Regions from separate parts of the Mus musculus genome. Here all the other regions are linked to region 1. The links are chromatin contacts, called in public HiChIP or PLAC-seq and promoter capture Hi-C maps. All regions are on one chromosome and are shown on one strand. Each heading gives the region's core, a stretch centred on a gene start, on an enhancer-like site or on the middle of the called end of the contact. The rest is flanking DNA. Distances are from core to core; before and after follow the strand shown. Region 1 holds the start of Msl1 (male specific lethal 1). Region 2 has its middle 5.2 kb from the start of Gm31317. Region 3 holds the start of 1700003D09Rik (RIKEN cDNA 1700003D09 gene). Region 4 overlaps Pgap3 (post-GPI attachment to proteins 3). Region 5 overlaps Ccr7 (chemokine (C-C motif) receptor 7). Region 6 holds the start of Grb7 (growth factor receptor bound protein 7). Region 7 holds the start of Tns4 (tensin 4).

Region 1 (2,750 bases), core at 85-2,584:
GCAACCGAAGCCTCCCATAACACCCCCCACCACACACACACAGGTTGCCCTTTAACCCTTCCTTCCGACCCAACGTGTCAGTGATGCCAGGCTCCTAACGACCCAACATCTAAGGCACTCTTTAGCTGGTGGCCAACTTCCTCTAACCCTAACCGAGCGGGGACCTCTGCCTCCTACAGCCCCCTTCCCCCGAGCATGCGCAGAGCTCGCTCTCCATCCCTAATGCAGATTAACCCCTCCCGTACCGTATCTCTCTCGGACTTCAGCTCCTCTATCTCCTTCTCCTTGGCCTGCAACTGCTGCTGCTGCTGTTCGATGAGGTCCAATTGCAGCAGAAGGATCTGTTTGAGGCAGGCGGCCTGACTGGAGGCTCCCGAGCCGCCGCCACCCCCGAGAGGGCTCTTCCTTATACTCTTCCATCTGCCCTCACTGGCCGCCAGGGTCCCAGCAGTGGCGGTGGGCGCGAGGGGTGGTGGCCCGGGCAGAGGTAGTGGTGGGGGTCCCGCCGGGTCCGAGGCGGTGGCAGCTGGGGGAGCCGCCCCACCCTTGTCCCCAGCCCAGGGCGTAGGCTCTTTGGCCGCCGCCACCACGATAGAGCCCGTCTGAATGGGCAGCACCGCCTGATACTTGGGCCGGGGGCTGCAGCCAGCGCCGGCTGCGACTGGCTCCCCGCCGATGCCGGCTTGTTTAGTAGCTGGGGGCGGACAGGGCAAGGGCACCGAACCGCCCCAGCTCTCTTCCTGCTGCCCGGGGGCCGCCCCGGCTGGGAGTAACAAGCCCCGGCCCTTGCCGCCGCCGCAGCCGGCTGGAGAGGGCGAGGGGCTCCCGCCCTGGGAAGAGGCCAGCGGGGGCCCCGGCTCCTTGAGCTTACGATGCCGGGGGAGGAAATGGGCTTCGGCCGCCCCGGACTCGTCCTCGGGCCCGCCCAGCGCCGCAGCCCGCTCGTAGTCCAGTCGCTGCTCGGGGTTGCCGCCGGCAGGGGCCGCGGCCGCCTTGAACACTGCGGATCTCATGGTCATAGTGGTCCGGAGCAGCGCGGGGGACCGAGACGGAGGAGGGGGTGGGGAAGGGGCGAGGTGCGGGGGGTCGAGGACGGAGGAGGGGGAGGGGAGTTTGGCGGGCTCGGCTCAGCAGAGCAGCCGCAGGCCTCCGCTAACGCGGCTTCTCCGAGGCCCGGGCGCCATCCCGCCGGCGAGCGGAGAAGTGGAGGCCGCAGCTGAGGCCCGCCGCCGACCCATGGTGGCCTCGCCGCCGCCTCTGCTGCCGCCACCGTCGCCTTCGCCGCAGAGGCAGGAGCTCGCACCCAGCCGCCCCCGAGCTCATCCCCGGAGCTCGCTTCGGCCCCCCCTGCCCGGCCGGGCCCGCCTCGTCTCCCCACCCCGCACCCCCCCTTCCCCGCCCCGGCCCCCCGCCCCGGAGCTCGCCTCAGCCGCCCCGAGCCTCCATTTCCCCCCCCTTGCTCCTCCTCGGGAGGGGGTGGGAGGGACGGGTCCGCCCAGAGCCCTCCTACTCCGGGAGGGGGGGTCTGCCGCCTCCCCCGGGGGTTCTCCGCGCCGCCGGGTCCCCCTCCCCCACAGTCACCCCCGACTCCTCGGCGTTTCCCTTTAAAAAAAACGGAGCCGCCGCAGCCGCCGCCACCGCCGACCGGAGCGCGCATGCGCCGAGAGGGCAGCGGGCGGGAGCGAACCGGGAGCGGAGAGGAGGGAGGCGGGTAGCGCTATTGTGAAAGGGGCCGCGGCTACCGCTGCCGCCGCGAGGGGGAGGGGACCGAGGCGCGGGGGCCCACGAGGGGAGGTCGGGGACGAGGGCGAGGACGCAGGAGCGGGCGAAGGTGGGCTGCCGAGGCAGGGGCGGGCTGGGGAGGGAAGAAGGGCGAGGGCGGCCGCTGGTGGTTGGGGAATGCGGAGGATCCCCGGCAAAACCAAGTGCGAGAGAATGGGGTTGGGGAGGAAGGAAGGAGGTAGATGCTCCCGCCCCTCGCGGACGCCTACCGACCGCTCTGCTGAGCCGGCCTTCGTCGGATAGCCCTTCCCTGGCGACCTGGCTACGCGCCTGGCCCACACCGGAGCCCCGCGCGCCTTCGGGACCGGCCCCGACCCAGGCTCCCTTGGAGCCTGCGGCTGTTTCATGGAGTAGAAGTCAAGCTTCCACCCTCTAGGCTCCCTGGCGGTCCCACATGGGTTGGGGAAAGAAGTGAAGTTCTTTGTCTCTAAGGGATCCAGCACAGAAATGGAGGGACCTCTGGTTCCCAGAAGCAGCAAAATCCATGATGTCTGCTGCCCAGGGAGTTGTAAGCACAACCTTGGGGTGAAGTACTGCCAACTACCGACAGTTGTTTCCCAAGCAGCCATGTCTCCAGCCTTCTTAAGCTGTAGCTACTCCTAGCATCTTCTGGAAAAAGATTCAAGAAATCTATGGAGAGATGTATGCCGGTGTTAGGACTAAGTGTTCTTTAGGGCCTTCTATTGGAGCACTTCCCAATTCTCCAGGTTCATAGTGTCTGTGTGCCTTAATTTTCCAAGCAACTTTAGCCACTAAGTCCTCATAGTTCCCTATGGAAAAAACATGTACATAGTTGTAAATTAATTGGTTGCTTATCTGTCTGAAGTGCACTTCTAAAATTTTTTTATAGGAGATAGGTATAGTGGTCTACACCTTTAACCCCAGCCCTTGTGAGGCAAAGACAGGAGAATGTGTGAGTTCGGGGCCATCTTGGTTCACATAGCAAGTTCCAGGACAGGGCTACATAT
Region 2 (2,750 bases), core at 94-2,593, 480 kb after region 1:
AGAAGAAGCTCCCGCCTGCCCAAGCCCTGAGCTTGATGCACCTCCACCACCCCAGAGCCCTGGCGCTGAGCCCAGGTCGCCCCCTGCCCACCCTTCACTCGCATGTCTGTGCCAGTCTGTGCCACTCAGCCGGTGCCCGGTGCCCAGTGCCAGGCGCGGGGGGGAAGGCGGGGAGGAGCCGAGGCTCCAGCTTAAATTCCATGGCATCTGTTCATTATTATACAGTGAGGATTTTTATATGGACAGCTAAATTAAAGACAGATTTTTGCCAGAATTGCAGATCCCATAAAAATGATGACACAGGATGGGGGGGCTTTCTCTTTTTTTAAAAAAAAGAAAGATTAAAACCACAACATAACAAACCTCACCTCAGACCCCTCTGTGCCCCAGTCCTCTGACTTTTGATTTTTCTTTGCCCTTTTACCCATCTTTTCCTCTAGTGGCTCTAAGAGAATCCAACCCCTGTCCCTGCACTGCCCTCCATTCCCAGATAAACACAGAAACCCAGTGACCATCCGCTTGTCCCCCAAAGGGGCAGGAGAGCCAGCTCAGGCCCCTGGGATCAGTGTGAGGACAGGAGTTGTATCTGGCCTGGAGAACAACACAACTTTCCTCTGTACTGTGGTGCTTGGCGGGTCTTCAAGCTAAAGGTCTTGGAGGCATCAGGTCTTCAGACCAGGTATTGGGGGGTCATCAGCTCAGGGATAATGCCTGGGCAGCACCCATTTCTTCATTGCTGATGGAGAAGATAATGCAATTGGGTATCCTGGGTGATTTTTCCACTTGTGGAAGTTCCTACATTTTAAATCTCACAGATTCTAGGATGGCTGGAGCCTGCACCTGGATGATATGTTCTAGGGTTCCTGAGGTTGCCGAATCTCTAGAATTCCAAGAGTCCTGTGCCAGGGGAGGTTGGTCTAGACTTCGGCGGTTCTGTACCCTACTTTGAAGCTGTAGCATGATATTTTAGGGCCCACGGGGCTCTTGGAGAAGGTTTGGCAGAAGCAGAAAACATCAGGAGAAGAGATGGGGCCACTCAGAGGAATTCTGAAAATGTCCCCTGAAGCCAGTGGGAGCCAGTTTTTTCCTTAAAAAAAAAAATGTTTTCAGGGCAAGTTAAATATATGCAGGGCAAGTACATATGTGCAGAATTCTGTGTCCTCTAGACAATTGTTGTCTGCGTGTCTGTCTGTCTGTGACTCTGTCTGTGTAGCTGTCTGCTTGTCTCTCTCGAATTCGGAGCTGACAGAATTCCTATCAAAAGAGTGAAGGCAGGACATCTGTGTGCCGAATGACTGTGCCTACTCGAACCTGCCAATCGCTCCTGGCACGAACTGGGTAACAAATGCCTGTTACCTCGGAATGCTGGCGGGTGGGGGAGGGGGAGGACGCCTGGCACCACCCGGGCTGTCAAGCTCTGCCAAGACCCCCTCCTGCCGGCTGCGGGTCTCGCCCCCTTCCCTGAGTTGGGGGTCCACGGAATTTGGATTATTTATTAATTAGCAGTAATTTGAAAATTTGGGTGTCTCAGCCTGGTGACCCCTTCTCTGCTTTTAGAACCTTAATCCCTTCTCCTATCCTGCCCTCCCCACTTTCTGGATTAACTCTGGGTTTCTACTAAGGGCAGGCGGCCAGTTGTTGGGGAAGGGGCTCATGGAATGCAGGGAAAAGGGTCTCTAGAGGGAAGAATTCCGCCAAAGTTGCCAGGAGGAGTTTCTCTTGCAAAGTGTGAGGGTCTGGGCAGAGGTTCTGCGTAGACGTGGCTGTTTGGCTGGGCTGTGGAGTGGGGCAGAGCTGAAGAGAGGCAGAAACCATGGAGAGGTGGAGCTAAGGAAACAGAAGAAAAAGAGGACGAGGGGAGGAGGTAGGAAGCTGAGGTGAGGCGAGCAGGTTCTCTCTGTGCAGAAGCCGGTGCCACCACCTTGCTGGCCTCCAGAGCAGGCTGTGCTCCGAGATCCATCAACTGGTTCTGCTGTGGGATGGGGGGAGGGGAGAAGAGAGCGCCACTGTCACAGCCGGTGCCAGCTGGGGGTGGGGTATTGAGAGGAGGGGCCGAGAGCACATCTAAAATTCCAAGACATCTGTTCACCCAAGGAGGAGAAGCCGCGCTCAAGAAGGCAGGGCACCCTTGCCTCACCCGCTCTGTAGCCATTTGTGCCAGGGAGGAACCCTCACTTCAACCCACCCCAGACCACCAAAGCAGGCCTGTGGAGACTAGGGGGTGGGATGCCAAGTCTGTGGAGACTAGGGGTTGGGGTTGGGGTTGTGCACAAACTGCTGCCCTTCTGATGGGCTCTCAAATTGGGGGACGGGTAGAGAATAAGGTTCAGGAGAGGGCTGTATGGGGCAGAAATCCTGAAAGGCATGTTTTGAAGAGAGTAAAGAGTGCTGGAAGAGGTTCTCTGGCCCCTGGTACCCATAGACCCTACACACACACACACACACACACACACACACACACACACACACACACTCACACACTTCTCCAGTCATCACAAACTTCAGATGTTAAGCTTCCCACTTCTGTAAACACACAAGTCTACATAACTGGCCTCTCACATGCCACATGCTCAATTATTTACCTGCTCAAACAACTTTATTGGAGTTCTTGATCTATCCTGGGCCTGGACTGGGAACCACGGGACCACCTTCCTGCCCTGAGCAGTTCACTGGTGAGACTCTTAAGACCAGATGCACTCTTCTTACTGGGAGCTGGGAGGTAGTGCTCCCTCCCTCCTCTTCTGGGAGCT
Region 3 (2,750 bases), core at 171-2,670, 440 kb after region 1:
TGGGCAGTGTGGAGATGGTGCTCTCTGAGCAGGACTCCTGAAGGATACATCAGGAGGAGGCCCAGCAGATCAGAGAGGAAAGAGGTGCTGCTATATACACGAAGAACCCTATGTGAGCCAGGCACATCTTACAGTAAACAAGCACACAGTCGTTTCCCCACAGGCAATGGGAAGCAAGCAAGTGACATAACCAGACTCGTGATATAAAAGTCTGCAAGAGCTAGATTCTGAAGACTTGCCTGCAAGCAATTAGGACCACAAGCTGCTGGAAATGTCCAGAGACACGTCAACAAGGGTAGTGACAGAGAAGGTTCAGGGAGTTAGCTATACTGGCACCTCTGAGCAAACAGGGTTAAAAGATGTTAAGGCAATTCCGGAGTTTTTCTCCTGGATAAGACAAGAGTGGAAGGATAAATTTACAGAGAAAAGATCAGCTCACGTTTGAAACCTGTGAGATCATCCCAAAGTGAAGGTATCCCATAGGCATAATTGACAGGCAGCTAATTTGGAGCCCAGGAAGGGGATGTGCTGCTATCGTCCATCTGAATATTCAGTGAACGTGAACTTGATGCGACAACAGTGGATGAGGCCATCCAGGATCAATGCACAGTGAGGCGGGTTGGGCCAGCGTGAACGTAAAGAGATTCTTCTGCCCTCTTGTCAGAGAGGTAAGAGGAAAAATCAGGAAATATTGGGGAGTCAAAGGGTGGAAGTATGTCAGGAATGAAAGCCAACAGTAGCAAGCACTTCTGAGAAGAGTTTAAAGAGCCTTCTTTCTGATATCGTTGGGAAGCTATGCGTGGATGTTTCCAACGGAAGTTGTGGGAAACAGCGGGTGGCAGAGAGGCAGCCGATTAGTATGTTTTTCCCTGAGTCTGGCCCCTTCCCACACCCAATTCTGTCCCCCATAATACTTAGATACCGACTCCTTGCCTCTCCTCTTACTATAAAGAAGGCTTAGGAAAGCGGCCGCAGACGTCCTCCGGACCCTCTCGGGTAAAGACCAAGACACCCCCTCCCCAGCCCTGCGCGCGCAGCAGCGAGTGGAGAGGAAGGGGGCGGAACCCGGAGCGCGAGGGGTGTGGGCTGGGTCGGACCGAACCAAAGACGGACACCGGGCAGGAAAGCGGGATCCGTCGGGTAGAGACAGCTCTTGTACCACCGCCCGGTGCCTGCGACCGCCGCACAACCCACCTGCTTCATGTCACCACGGCCCCCACTCTTCCTGCCTCAGCCGCAGTCCCGCTCCACGGCCTGGCAACTCCTCAGAGCGGAAGGAGAGCTCCCGGCGGCGCTACTTCCGCCGCTGAGCCCGTCCCCCCCGAGCCCGCCCCCAAAGCCAACCCGCCCCCCCGAGCCCGCCCCCAAAGCCAATCGGGATTCGTGTGACCCTGAAGCTCCGCCCCGGTCCGCCCCTCTCTCGGAGACGAGGTCCGGAAGCGGAGCCACAACCGAAGTTAAACTGTGTAAGACCGTGCAGGAGCAAGGGATAAAACCCCAGGGTGTCTTGGTTATTAGATCATACAGGCCTGACACTGTGGAGTGAAGGGGAACTGTGTGAGGGCCGATTTGTGAGCACAAGTCCCTTGGAGAAATCCATTTTTCGTTTTTGAGACGTTCTCAGGTTGGCCACGAACTCAGCCTTCCAAGTTCTGAGATTACTGACGCGCAGCACCACATCCATCACACATATTTAAAGGACCTTTGTTCTCCCCTGGCTTTTAGCCATCTCCCTCAGGAGCTAGTATGTCTGCCATGCGTATAGCCTGCAGGAAAGGCTCCTTCCTGGGAAGGGCTGGACACGAGAGGCAAGATCCTGACCCTAAGATAACCACCATTTTTCCTGTCAGAACATACCATTACTTCCCGGTCTCTCCTCCCTCCCCTGAAAGAGGAGTCTCAGGACAATTATTTACAAAGATTTATTACAGCGTAGGAGGGGTTCAGGCCTAGAGTAAGGGAAGAAGGGGAAGGGAACCAAGTTGCTGGAGGACAAGGAGAACCAGGCTCCCCCCACTGTGTGGCCCCCTAAGGACAGATAGTAAGTGCATTCCTGGCACCAAAGCACAAACAAAACGCAGCAAGCAGCCTCTGCCAGTCCATCTTGCAGGCACCCAGCAGGAATGGGATACTAAGGGAGGGACATGTTGAGGCTCTGCAAAGAATGCGTGAGACCTGAGCCCTGGTTGAAGTCTATGAGAGGGTTGGGGACTCAACGCCCACCACTGGTAGGGGAAGGAGGAGATCTCAGGGCACCTGTAGGCTCTCAGTACCTCCTTTCCCCAGATCTTAGGACCTGCCCTGTGGGTCTCCTGTGCCCAGGGGAGAGAATCTGGAGAGGGAGGGGACTTGTGGAGAATAAATGGTTGTTTATGGCCTTCTGGGGTTTCCAGTGTGGGCTCTCTCACCTCCCTACTCCCACCGGGTAAATAGAAGAATGACTGGCAGGGAAAGGCATTGGGGACTCTGGGCTTCAGCCAAAGCAAACAGAGACCAGCCTTAGTCTTCTAAAAGTCAGAAGCCGCAGCCCTAGCAGGTGAAAGACAGGGTACAAAGGAGGGTGGGGACAGAGTGGGTTTCTGGGGAACACTTCCTCCTGGGAGATACAGGGCTCTGAGCTTATGTGCCAGGCTCAGGGGGGGCTGGGATGCTGAGGTTCCTCTCCAGGCTCTGAAAGACAAATAAAGAGGACTCAAGGCCAGGCTTGGCCCATGAGGTTCCCACCCACCTCCCCAGCCCACACTCCAAAG
Region 4 (2,750 bases), core at 115-2,614, 400 kb after region 1:
GAGGCTGAGGCAGGAGGACTTCAAGTTTGAGGTCACCGTAGGTAGCATAGTTGATACCTTATCTTAATTTGGGGGAGGGGGCAGGCTTTGAAACTCTGTCTCAAAAAAATTTTTTTTTAATTTGAAAGCAAGAGTTATGGCTCATGCCTGCAATTCCAGAACCTGAGACAGGGAGGCAGGTATGAGTCCAAAGCTAGCCTGAGCTACGTAGTACATTCTAGAACAGCGAGTGCTGCTGAGGGGGACCACATGCATGTGGTACCGGGCTTGTTCTCAGCTCTTGACCAGCACGTCCTTGTGGGATCCTGATCATGCGTAAGACTCAGACACACGGGGCTTTGGACCCAGACAACAGCTAACAAGTCAGCAGGGAGAGGAGACAGGGCTAGCCTCTAGCACCACGCCACTGGGCTCCGGGGCCTGAGTGTTCTCTGGGATGAACCCTGGCTGAGCGCTTGCTAAAGGCAGAATCCTAGTTTGCATTTGTGTAGCTGGGGATTCCAGTGCAAAACCCATGCATAGACCCAGTCAGCCTGGGAAGCAGGTCACAGACATACCGGAGAAACTTGGTAAGCCTACGAACTGGAAAGTAGGACACAGGTCCCCTGGTGGGGGGCAGACGCTAAGGCTATTGGGGTCCTTTCTTGCCTTTATGGGGTCTTCTAGAGACACAGGGACACAGAGTCCATTGGTTGGATGATCTCGTTTTTCTTTTTTTTTTTTTTTAGATTTATTTATTTATTATATGTAAGTACACTGTAGCTGTCCTCAGACACTCCAGAAGAGGAAGTCAGATCTCATTACAGATGGTTGTGAGCCACCATGTGGTTGCTGGGATTTGAACTCTGGACCTTCGGAAGAGTAGTTGGGTGCTCTTACCCACTGAGCCATCTCACCAGCCACAAAAGATTTATTTATTTTATTTATATGAGTACACTGTAGATGTCTTCAAAGGGCTTCAGATCCCATTACAGATGGTTGTGAGCCACCATGTGGTTGCTGGGGATTGAACTCAGGACCTCTGGAAGAGCAGTCAGTGCTCTTAACCGCTGAGCCATCTCTCCAGCCCTTGATCTCGTTTTTTCTTTTGCTGAGACAGGGTCTCACTGTTCAGCCCAGGTTGGCCCTTGACGTTCACTCTCCCTGCCTCCGGGCAGCTGGGCATTGCTGTAGTAGGCAGGTACCACAGCGTGTATTCTAGGCTGGATTTCACACTTGCCATTGAGGCCTGTGTTTCTGCCTGGAGGGTGTGGCGGTGGACTTTATCCTGGGCCAGGTCTTCTGGCACAAGCGTGGCTCTCCTTTGTGCTGGGCTGTGTGGATGGGAGGGCCCCCTGCCAGCTCGAGGTTCTGCCATGGGGCAGGGCTGACTTTTCTCTGATAACTCTATCCCTTAGTGACCCTGTGAAACTTCAGCAGAAGAGGGTGGCCCCTGCCTTGCCGTTTAGATCTAGGTTTGGCCTGAACAGGAAGGGCTGTGGAACCTGCCAGAGTTCTACATGCTGTGGCCCTTTGACTTCATGGAATGGGGGAGGAGAGTGGGGGCTGGCCCTCTGCCAAAGCTAGGAGGCCAAACCAATTCCCCACCTTTGTCTAGCAGGGAAAAGTCCTCAGATGTGGATGTGAGATGAGGTGCCAGGCACTGGTCGTATAGTACCACCTCTCTTGAGGGAAGAACAAGAGAAGAGATAGGCTGAAACTCTAGCAGAATAGTGGCTAGCCTTCAGGAAGGACTTCCCAACTGTCAGACAAAAATCTAGTGAAACAAACAATGTTAGGAAATAAGAAACCTTTTTAAAAATCTTGATTGATTTGTGAATATAGGCGTGCAATGAGTGTTCCTGCCATGGCTCATGTTAGACTGGAAGATTATTATTACGTTACTGGCTCTCTCCTATCCTGTAGGTACTGGGGTTTGAGCTCAGTTCTTCAGGCGTGGTACAAGTACCTTCACCCAAAAATGTCTCACTAGCCCAGGAATCCTTCTTTGATGAAGGGAAAAACAACCCGCCTCCCCATGGAGGGAGCCCAAGGCAGTCTGACTGTGGCCCCCGTGGCCCTGAAAAGGCAACAGACATCATATTTAACATTCTGCCTCCCCCACTTCTGAGACACCAAGCTATTTAAAGATCCACTTGTCCCCACCGTGATGGTGTCAATGACAGCCCCGAGCACTGGGGCTTAACACTGGGGTCAAATTCCTGACAGATCTGGCTCACTTGGCATCCAACCAGTTTCACGGCTGTGATATTTTTGTCTGTTTTTGTATTTGCCAGCAAAACTAAACCAGCCAGCCCCCTGCCTCCCTGCACCCACCTCTTGTCCCCTCACCCCCCGACACCACTGCCACCCTGGCCCATGTCCTCCATTCTCATTGTTTACGCATGATTCTCACCTCCCCTGTGGCCCCTCCCACCACACTGGGCACAGCCAAGGAATATAGAACAGTTGTGTATGTGTGGGGGTTTCCCTGTCCATCTGTCCTCTGTTTGCATCTGACTATAAGCTCTGAGGAGAAACAGCACCTGCTGGGACCACACTGATGGGACAGGGGAGCCATCCATGCTCATGGGACAGTGGCTTGGGAGCACAAAAATGGGTTCTTCCCATATTTTGCACTGTAGGAGCCGGGGTCCCAGAGCCCCACAGTTTAATCTTGAATTTGGTGGCCCTTGAGGAAAAAGAAATGAAAGGACATGGTGGAGTCAGCCTGGTGAATGAGATGGAGAAAACCTAGATTCCTAGTTTAC
Region 5 (2,750 bases), core at 128-2,627, 350 kb before region 1:
TCTTTTATGAAGAAACAAATAAAAAAAAAATTTTCCCTCGAGGAAACAACTTGGAAAGAAGGGAGGAAATTCCTTGGTTAAATGGCGAGTGAGTGAGTTGTCCCCCCATTCCACCTGAGAGTCCTGCGCCCCACACCCCTCCGCCCCAGCCTTCCTTTCTCAGCACTCAGAACCATGAGGTCACAGAGCCTCTCCGGAGATGCAAACCCAGGAGGCTGCAAGAGGTGGAAAAAGAGCGAAGACAGGATGTCTGTCTTGCACATACACCTGCAGAGCCCGTGGGATGGGACCTAGGCCCTTACAGGCAGCAGTATACATAGGAGAGCACTCTGAGTATGGAAAGACGAGGTTGTCCCAGGAACTCCTGTGTCTGGGAACTCAGAGGAACCCCGGGTTGGGGGGAAATGGACACCTGCATCCTGTTGTGTTTGCTGTAACAGGATAGCCCGGAAACAGCCCTAACTCTTGTCAGGCCCCTTCAGACTTGCGTACATTCCTCTAAGAACTCCAGTTTGGTGGGAAGCTCAGACAGAGGTCATGACATTCTAGAGTAAGGGAACTAGGGACTAGTCAGATGCCACAGGCTGGATGGGACTCTGCAGGGTGTTTGAGAGCTAGGACCACTCGGTCCCCTCCTTTCTACCCACTAGTAACAGAAGTTACTGTTACCAGCCTGACCCCTAAGTGCCTCTGTAGTGCGAGTCTCAGTCCATCCCCGTTTCCTGTAACAAAACACTGCGGTCTGCGGAACTTATACACAACAGGAATCTATCTCTCACCATTCTAGAAGTGAGACAACTTCCACTCTAGTATCTCCCAAGTCCATTTATAAGGCCTTAAATCCATTCATCAGGGTGGAGCCTTCACGGCCAGCCAGTTATCTCTCAACCACCCCACCCTCCAATACCATCATCCCTAGGGTTCAAATTCAAACACAGGCCTATTGGAGGGACACACACATTCAAAAGACAGCGGTGTGGAAAGCAGAGGGAGAGGGCCAGACTCTGTCGCCCCTCACTCCATCCCCACAGGCCAAGTGTCCTTGTCATTGTGTCCCAGTGTCTAACCAAAGCCCTAATTTCCCCAAGCCCGAGAGCTTGGTCCAAACTATGATACCTGGGCAAATGTCCAATGGCTTAGCACCCGAATAGCTCTGAGCCTGGCGGTAGGATGGGGGTGGGGGGTGGGAGAGAGAGGTGAGACATTCACACAAAAACATAGTTCCAATCCCCCCCCCCAAGAAAAAAGAAAAATGGAGCCTGTTCCATAACAGTGCTCATTCTCTAAGCTTGTAACCACAAACACCCATTACCCTCCTCCACAGGATGCATGGGGCTAGAAAGACTTTAACACAATTTGTCAGGCGGCCTCCCGGTCTGGAATCAGCATCGTGGGAGGAACGAGGCTGGCTCAAGTGCAGGCAGTGGCTGGTGGCGGGTGGCGGGTGGCGGGTGGCGGGCAGCTTTCGGGATGCTGGTACTGAATATTAAAAAGGTTCAGTTGCGACTGTGTGACCACAAGCACGCTGCAAGAAGGCGATGCCACTGGCCACGGTCATCCCCAAGGGGAACCTGCCAGAGTGCACGTGGCTTTGTAGATCCTAATGAAGTTACAGATGGGAAAACAGCCCTCGATTCCTACCAGGGAGGAAATAATGGAGGGATCACGGAAGGGGAAGCTGGGCCAACCACACAAGCATGCCACCCTGGCCTCAAATACATTGCGCTAGTATAACTGGACATCTCCAAATATTTACAGAAACAACAGAACCCCCAGCAATGCTAATTCCCCAAACTGCTGTGTCTCAGAAGTTCTATCCTCAGCTTCACGCTGGCCTGCTGCCTAAGACCTGGCCTGATGCACTCTTGTGCCTACCAAGGGTGATCCCCAGGATACAAGAAAGCACCCTGCCTGAAGCCCACCCAGGTCTTCTTTCTCATTCTGCCCTTCTCGTCTGCTCCATACAACAGCCCCATGCCTCTAAATCTGTGTCCCTTGCCACGCCATCATTCTGCAATTGCCCCAAGCTCCTTCCATTCCACTAACAGTCCCTTGTCCACGCCCCCCACGCCCAGTCCCAACTATGAGTGTGTGTGTGTGTGTGTGAGCGCTCACACACACACACACACACACACACACACACACACACACATCAGCCCTAACTCAGATCCCCCCTGGCTGTGACCCTAGGCCAAATGTAAGACATTCCCAGGTCATGAAACTGCCCTTTCTGCTAGAAGTGCCGAACCTTTAATAGGTTCCTGGAGACCTCAGGAAGCAGGGGCTGACCCCTGTCGTTCTCTAGACAGAGCAAGGAGCTGGCTTGTCCAAAGAGACACAGCAATGAGGGGAGGTTGCTTAAGCTAGCTGTGGAGCCTGAGGGTCTGGCAGAGTTGCCAAAAGGGGGGATGGAGCCTGGCCTACTCTGAATCCCAACCCTGCCGCTCCCCAGCTGTGTGACCTTCAGCTGTTGCTCAACTGCTCTGAATCTCAGATTTCTCAATTGCAAAACAAGGGAGATTTGGGTAAACACTTAGCACAGAGCCAGAATGTTGAGCGAGGCAGCAGCAGGGGAGCTCCCACTCCACAGCCAGATGGCCTGGTTCATGTCTCCGCTCCCTTACGGTGCGGTGCCTCGGTTTCCAAACCTGCATAATGGAGTTATTAGTCGTGCCTGCCTCCCAGGATTGAGGTAAGGAAGCAATTCATCTACAAAAGCAAAATATTTAGAAATACCCGGGCAAGTGATA
Region 6 (2,750 bases), core at 106-2,605, 350 kb after region 1:
TTCTTGGGGGGAAAAGAGGGAGAAAAGGTTGAAAATACTATCAGCTGTCCCTCAGATGCACTCTGTCTCCATCCTACCATGAAAACCCAGACCTAACTAGGTCTTTCCCCCAACTTCAGCCTCAGGCAGGCCCACATACCCGGCCATACACTGTTTTCCAGGCCCCGAACTGCAGACCTTCACACTACACCCACCCCTCTAGCTTTCTTTGTCCACACTCATTTGCAGCCAGGAGGGATCCGCAGCCTGCTGAGCTTCCGTATCGGAGATGGGACCACAACGTGGAGAGATGCAGTTCCAACCATTGCGGGAGTCGCTCTCCCTTACTCCCCTCCGAATGGGAACCCCAGATTGTAGTAAACTGAGCTCAATAAGGTATTGAAGGGCAACCTCCGGATCTAGCACCCCCTACTAACTGGTGTTGGGTAAGAACTAGTTTTAGCCGGAAAGTCAAGATTTCAGGTGATGGAGAGACCTTACCTCGGGTCTCAGGGAGCAAGATGAGGAAGGGGAAGGATTGGTGATGCCAAGCAACAAACAAAACAAACAATGCAGCGCAGAGAGCATCAGGAGTGTGACTCTTTCCTTAGGGACCCAGACCTAACTTGCATCCCATCCCATCCCATCCCATCCCCCAAGATGAAGTTCCCGCTTCCGCCTTTACCCAGACCATAGCTCACCTGCCTGAGGCCACCGGTTTAGGGAGGAAGATTCCAGGCCTTAACTATCACCCACCCCCCTTCTCCCCCACCCCCACCCCCACCCCCCGCCTCTGGCCTGACCTCGCCGAGAGAGGGCGGTCAGGGGGGAGAGCGTGGCAGCCTCCCGGCCATCTAACTGGGCAGCAGGCCAGATCCGCTCGATGCAGGCACAACCTGGGGCCCTCGGTGAGGCTGGGGGTAGGAGCAGATTATCTAAGACCGATCTCGGTCGGCTTACCTGGAGCACCTCCAACAGAAGGAGCCGGACACCCGGCCCAAAGTCTGGCTCTGTCTAGAGATCCCAGACACTTAGATTTGATTTCGAATCCTTTCTCTCTTCTCTACAGATGGTAGAAAGGCTATCCCGCCTTTGGAATGTTGAGGCGGGAGAATATAGAGCGAGCCCTGCGTATCCAGATTCCAGGCCCAGGGAAACTAAAATTATCTCGGGCAGGTAAGGGCGGAGCCTGAGAGGCTCCCTGGAGAAGGAAGCGCAGGAGGAGGGGTGGAGACTCCTCACAATGCACCGCCTCGAATTGCTCTTGCCCTTCCTACTGAGCAGCAGGTGCTAGGAGAGAGGGAGAGAGAGAGAGAGAGCAGGTGCCCCGGAGAGAACAGGCTGGACAGAGAAAAATCTAGAATCCTGACTACATGGGAAGGGGAGTTTGGAGGCTGTTTGTTAAACGCGAATGGTCCCGCCCACTCCTACTCGTCCCATTCCAATGATGGTCAGTTCATTGGTCAAGCTAGGGGGCCGTCTTCAGCTCGGATCTCACCCCCTAGGGCAAAGGGCACTGGGCTTAAAAGGGAAGCCAGAAGAGGTGCTCTGCCCTTTGACCTCCAACCACAGTCCAGCCGCCCAGGCTGTTGTCCTGGCCCTGCTAAAATACCCAAGGTGCACCCTCTCTTCCGAGGCAAGTCCAGGGTCTCACCTTCCTAGTTTCAAGTTTAAGAGTGGCAAGGTGGCCTAGTGGGAGGGGCCACAGTTCTGGTGACCGTTGTGGCCTGATGCAGATGGCTTCTATTACAGCAGTTACTCCAGCTTTCTGGTTCAGCTCACAGCAAACATTGGAGGATCAGGAAGAGGGGTTGAGAGTCCCCAGATCAAAGGCAGCGGGCCACCTCCCAGCTTCCTATGGCTAAGAGTTAAGAAAACAAACAAGCCACTGGGGCGATAAGGGGTCTGCCCTGAGGAAGCACAGCCTCCCTTAGCTTTTCCGCTTGAAAAACTAATGTGGAAAGCCACCGTGGAAGTGTGTGCCTTTTAATCCCAGCTCTCTAGGGGCAGGGGCAGGTGGATCTCTGTGAGTTCGAGGCCAGCATGGTCTACATGGACAGTGAGGACTGTACAGAGAAGCCCTGTTTCAAAAACAGAGTGACGACAGACAGACAGACATCAGACAGACTAGTATGAATAGAGCAAAGCAAAAAGGTGAGGAAGGGGCAGGTTGCTTGGGCCAGGAAGCAATTTGAACAAATTGCAGGAGACAATTTCCTCATTTCCAACCTAGCAGACCTGTGCTTGGCGCTGGGTATACAGAGCAAAACAACAAAAACAGACCCGCCCTTTGCTGGCTGCAACCCAGTCGGGGAGACTGACCTTTAAGAGTCACACAAATAAGAAATGACAGGTGACAAGTTTGCCAGGTGAGTGACTCACAGGAGGCAGGGAAGGCCATGAAAACAAAGCCAGGGAGGACCTGGCAGTGAGTGGGAACCAGAGGGGTTAACCTGCCATGGTGGACCCCCAGTGTGGAGAAGCAGCTGCTGGGAGGGAATGCAGAAGAGAGTGGGGGTGGACAGGAACGGAGGCCATCAGGTAGTCTGGGCAGGTCTTGCAGGTACGGGAGGGGTGGAGGGAAAACACTGCAGCTCTTAAAAGGGGGGAACACAGTCTCTTAAGCTGCTCTGGAAAGAGCAGACCCGTGGGCCCCTCCTCAGCTACCAGAGTCTCAAAGCACTGAGGAGGCAGAGCCCCAGGAATGTGAGATATTGACAAGCCCTCAGGTGGCTGTTTTGCAAACCAGGTTTGAGAGCCATCCATCCTGT
Region 7 (2,750 bases), core at 179-2,678, 290 kb before region 1:
ATCAAATCCAAAAAAGATGAAGCAGTCTAAGGAGATCTACCCCAGGCATGCCGATGCAAGATGGGAACCCATCACGGCGTCAGACTGAGGAAGACAGTCCTACCAAACATAGACAGGTATGTCATCCTGTTGGCAATACTGGCTGCGTCCAAAAGTGGGAGTGGAGAGAAGAGATGGGCCGCTGAAACTGAAATCAGTGTTCTGGGCTAGTTAAGCTGGAGGAAGTGGCTAAGTGTGAACCAAAAATGGTTAACTGCAGAGAGAGAAAATTTTTTTAAAAAAATCAAATCTAGGGCTTCCTACACGCTGGGCAAGCAACAACGGAGCTCCAATGGCAGAGCCATTTCTCCTCCATGTAGCCCACCCTTCCACCCAAGAAACTCAGCAGTCTTCCCTCCTACTCGCCCATAAAGCTAAAGCCTACAGACCATGTCCACCTTAGCTTGCCGCAGCTAGCCAGTTTCTTCCTTCAAGGATACATTAGGTATTCGTCAAGTCTGGCATCTGCTGCATCATATGAATACCGGAGGACGCCTTTCAATGTTACCTGTACCGCTTGACCCTAGCTTCCTCCTGTGGCAGGCGCACTGTCGCATCATGGGTCTTCAGAAACAATCCAGAAAGTAGACTGCAGAGCCCAACGGAGATGCTGAGCCACCCACTCTCAAGATCAGGCTGAAAACACTTTCCTCCAACCTGCTCAGATGGGGGTCTGAGTGTCCCTCACCCTGGCTGGACATTCCCTAACAGCATCCTAAGGAACCCCTGGCAGGGAGGAAGTCGTAGACATGGAAATAGGAGAGGATGCTTAGCAGAGCTTCCTAGGAGGGTGAATCATTGAGAAGCAGGATATCAAGCCCTAGGCAGAGCCCTCCAGGGCCTTCCACTTCTTCCCTTAGGCCAGAAGCCTTGTTCCCAGGCTGGAGGTGGCCTTACAACAGGACAGAAGGAAGAAAAGACCATGAGTGAGCCTCACAGAGGCATCCAGAGCCATAGCATAGGTCTGGGGAAGGGTTTCCTACCCACTAGCGTCCTTTACCAAGACCCAAGCTCTCCCTTCTCACTGTCTCTGCCAACCTACTGTTTCCTCCTTCCTACATAAGGTGAGAGGGAGGCCAGCGGCAGCACAACTCTGTCTAGGCATCACGGTACACGGGAGGGCCAAGTTAGGAGCTTGGGGCCCCTACACACACACACACACACACACACACACACACACACTCACTTACTCATCCCTAACCGGTGCTTGCATCCCCCACCCCTAACACACACCTCTCCCAGCCTGTTCCTGCCCCACCTGAGCAGTTAGGACACCTCTGGGGCGGGGCCAGCGACTGTCAAGGCCACGTGTAGGGCCATAGGGGAGAAGCGGGGCGGGCAGAAGGCGGGCTATTTTTAAGGCGAGTAAGGTTTGCTGGCTCCTCCTCTTGCAGTTTACCTGGCCTCAGCACAGTTCAATCCTGAGAGTCTTGAGTGGAACAGCGGCCACGAGCAGGTAGGTGTTTTACTCACTGGGTGAGGTTGGGGGAACCTAGTTCTGTCTGAGCTTAAACTAGAGCTAAGTCTGCATCCCGGGTGCACAGCTAATAGAATCCAAGGCCACGAAAGAAAAAGCTGGCCTTGGGATCTTGGACATCAGATTAGAGCCTGGATAGACCCAGGTCTCCTAACTCCTAAACAGAGCACTAAGCCAGTCTAGGAGGCTGTCCTCTGCCTGCTGCCCTAAGTGAAGCCACATGGCTTCTAGGGAGGCAAGGGACAATGAGGAAGGAGTAGGCTCAAATGATGGGTATCCTGGGCTTGTGTGGTGGGGGGAGACTGGGACTCCATCCTCTGCCTTCTCTACCTGGGCTCCTATGAGGTAAACCAGGATGACCATGAGGGCTTTCCAGCTGCCCCAGGAGTTCCCTGCCCCCCAGAGTTTTGAGGAGGGAAAGTGAAAGGAACAAGAGTTAGATTCTGAAGACGAGAAGGTAGGAGGGAGCTGTAAATAGGGCAGAGATAACTGGAATCCTTCCTAAGACACACACACACATACAATCTGAGCCCAGGCACTCCTCTCTAAGACGTAGAGCAGGGCTGGGAGGCCCTGGAGTGTATAGCCACATCTCAGAGGAGCAGACAGAGTCTGAGCCTGAGCCCAGGGGTGACTTGGGAAGGTCAAATGAGAAGGTGCAGAAGGGTTTCCTGTTCTCAGCATCTCTCCCTGAAGTTCAGTATCTGCTGGGTCCAGACAGAGAATAGAGGGTGATCCTGTGGGACATTTAGAGACAAGAGTACCTCCCACGAGATTCAGGACATACACTTGTAGCCTGGGCAAGACCCTCAGCCCTGTCAGCACTCCCCCATCAGAACTGTTGGGAAAAAGAGTGAGGGTCTGTTAATTATCAAGTCACCATCAGACAGATAAAACCTCTGAGATCTGCTCAGAGAAGGACGTATCCTTATGCACAAAGGCAGCGGCTGGGCCACCTTGAGTCCTGGTCGTGGGGAATGCTCAGCTTCAAGTACACCCTGCTCGGAGTCTCCCAGCTTCCTCTTTAGGCCTGGCAGTGAATCCTGCCAGCTGTGCCTGGCTCCTTGGACTCTTGGAGACTTTGTGGGAAAAGCTGTGTCTTGGGCTCTGTGTCCTCGGCTGCCCCCAAGGAAGGCGCTCAGAGGCCAGCACCATTCCACTGCCATTTGTAGATTTGATTCACCACATGACTTCTCCACACCAGCATGAGCGCCCCCTCCTCTTGTTCCCCACC

What was found. Promoter capture Hi-C pulls out the DNA fragments that hold promoters and counts their contacts. HiChIP or PLAC-seq counts read pairs in DNA pulled down with a chosen protein or histone mark.
Region 2: a contact with region 1 is called in a promoter capture Hi-C map of hippocampal neurons, with 2.5 times the contacts expected there. The contact joins the enhancer-like site here to the promoter of Msl1 in region 1. A contact is called at or near these places in 5 of 39 promoter capture datasets (embryonic stem cells, hippocampal neurons, liver and 2 more), 3 of 115 datasets of contacts at active chromatin or transcription factors (bone marrow-derived macrophages, large pre-B cells and pancreatic cancer cells) and 1 of 9 other capture datasets (pancreatic islet).
Region 3: a contact with region 1 is called in a FOXA1 HiChIP or PLAC-seq map of pancreatic cancer cells. The contact joins the promoter of 1700003D09Rik here to the promoter of Msl1 in region 1. A contact is called at or near these places in 1 of 15 datasets of contacts at CTCF or cohesin (embryonic stem cells), 4 of 484 Hi-C or Micro-C datasets (embryonic stem cells, myeloid progenitors and nephron progenitors), 3 of 115 datasets of contacts at active chromatin or transcription factors (cardiomyocytes, memory CD8 T cells and pancreatic cancer cells) and 1 of 9 other capture datasets (liver).
Region 4: a FOXA1 HiChIP or PLAC-seq map of pancreatic cancer cells shows a contact between it and region 1. The contact joins the enhancer-like site here to the promoter of Msl1 in region 1. A contact is called at or near these places in 1 of 15 datasets of contacts at CTCF or cohesin (the NIH/3T3 cell line), 1 of 484 Hi-C or Micro-C datasets (embryonic stem cells) and 2 of 115 datasets of contacts at active chromatin or transcription factors (extraembryonic endoderm stem cells and pancreatic cancer cells).
Region 5: a contact with region 1 is called in an H3K4me3 HiChIP or PLAC-seq map of embryonic stem cells, with 3 times the contacts expected there. The contact joins the enhancer-like site here to the promoter of Msl1 in region 1. A contact is called at or near these places in 5 of 39 promoter capture datasets (the 3T3-L1 cell line, cranial neural crest, frontonasal cranial neural crest and 2 more), 2 of 484 Hi-C or Micro-C datasets (embryonic stem cells and uterus) and 5 of 115 datasets of contacts at active chromatin or transcription factors (embryonic stem cells, microglia, neural tube and 2 more).
Region 6: a promoter capture Hi-C map of embryonic stem cells shows a contact between it and region 1. The contact joins the promoter of Grb7 here to the promoter of Msl1 in region 1. A contact is called at or near these places in 4 of 39 promoter capture datasets (embryonic stem cells, liver and pre-B cells), 8 of 484 Hi-C or Micro-C datasets (embryonic stem cells, liver and stem cell-derived epiblast-like cells), 3 of 115 datasets of contacts at active chromatin or transcription factors (embryonic stem cells, memory CD8 T cells and pancreatic cancer cells) and 1 of 9 other capture datasets (liver).
Region 7: a FOXA1 HiChIP or PLAC-seq map of pancreatic cancer cells shows a contact between it and region 1. The contact joins the promoter of Tns4 here to the promoter of Msl1 in region 1.

What each region holds. Positions count from the first base shown.
Region 1 is chr11:98,794,100-98,796,849 of GRCm38.p6, reverse strand. Msl1 (male specific lethal 1) reads right to left here and starts at 1,334. Exons shown (of 9, transcript NM_028722.3): 1 at 246-1,334. The coding sequence starts at 1,019.
Region 2 is chr11:98,317,939-98,320,688 of GRCm38.p6, reverse strand. No RefSeq gene overlaps it. Among named protein-coding and RNA genes, the nearest start is that of Gm31317, 5.2 kb to the right of the region's middle. Within about 2 kb of position 1,343, at least 12 of the 459 cell types and tissues checked have an H3K27ac peak or open chromatin away from gene starts, as enhancers often do. A contact at or near this core is called in hippocampal neurons, where this site is marked.
Region 3 is chr11:98,356,953-98,359,702 of GRCm38.p6, reverse strand. 1700003D09Rik (RIKEN cDNA 1700003D09 gene) reads left to right here and starts at 1,420. Exons shown (of 3, transcript NR_045477.1): 1 at 1,420-1,466. It overlaps Ppp1r1b (protein phosphatase 1, regulatory inhibitor subunit 1B), which reads right to left. Exons shown (of 7, transcript NM_144828.2): 7 at 1,907-2,670. The coding sequence ends at 2,633. It overlaps Stard3 (START domain containing 3), which reads right to left and starts at 1,335. Exons shown (of 15, transcript NM_021547.3): 1 at 1,195-1,335.
Region 4 is chr11:98,393,910-98,396,659 of GRCm38.p6, reverse strand. All of the region lies in intron 3 of Pgap3 (post-GPI attachment to proteins 3), which reads left to right. Among named protein-coding and RNA genes, the nearest start is that of Pgap3, 5.2 kb to the left of the region's middle. Within about 2 kb of position 1,364, at least 32 of the 459 cell types and tissues checked have an H3K27ac peak or open chromatin away from gene starts, as enhancers often do. A contact at or near this core is called in pancreatic cancer cells, where this site is marked.
Region 5 is chr11:99,141,503-99,144,252 of GRCm38.p6, reverse strand. Ccr7 (chemokine (C-C motif) receptor 7) reads left to right here. Exons shown (of 3, transcript NM_007719.2): 3 at 1-54. Among named protein-coding and RNA genes, the nearest start is that of Ccr7, 12 kb to the left of the region's middle. Within about 2 kb of position 1,377, at least 69 of the 459 cell types and tissues checked have an H3K27ac peak or open chromatin away from gene starts, as enhancers often do. A contact at or near this core is called in embryonic stem cells, where this site is marked.
Region 6 is chr11:98,445,439-98,448,188 of GRCm38.p6, reverse strand. Grb7 (growth factor receptor bound protein 7) reads right to left here and starts at 1,355. Exons shown (of 15, transcript NM_010346.2): 1 at 940-1,355. It also overlaps a transcript of Mien1 not described here.
Region 7 is chr11:99,087,984-99,090,733 of GRCm38.p6, reverse strand. Tns4 (tensin 4) reads left to right here and starts at 1,428. Exons shown (of 13, transcript NM_172564.3): 1 at 1,428-1,495.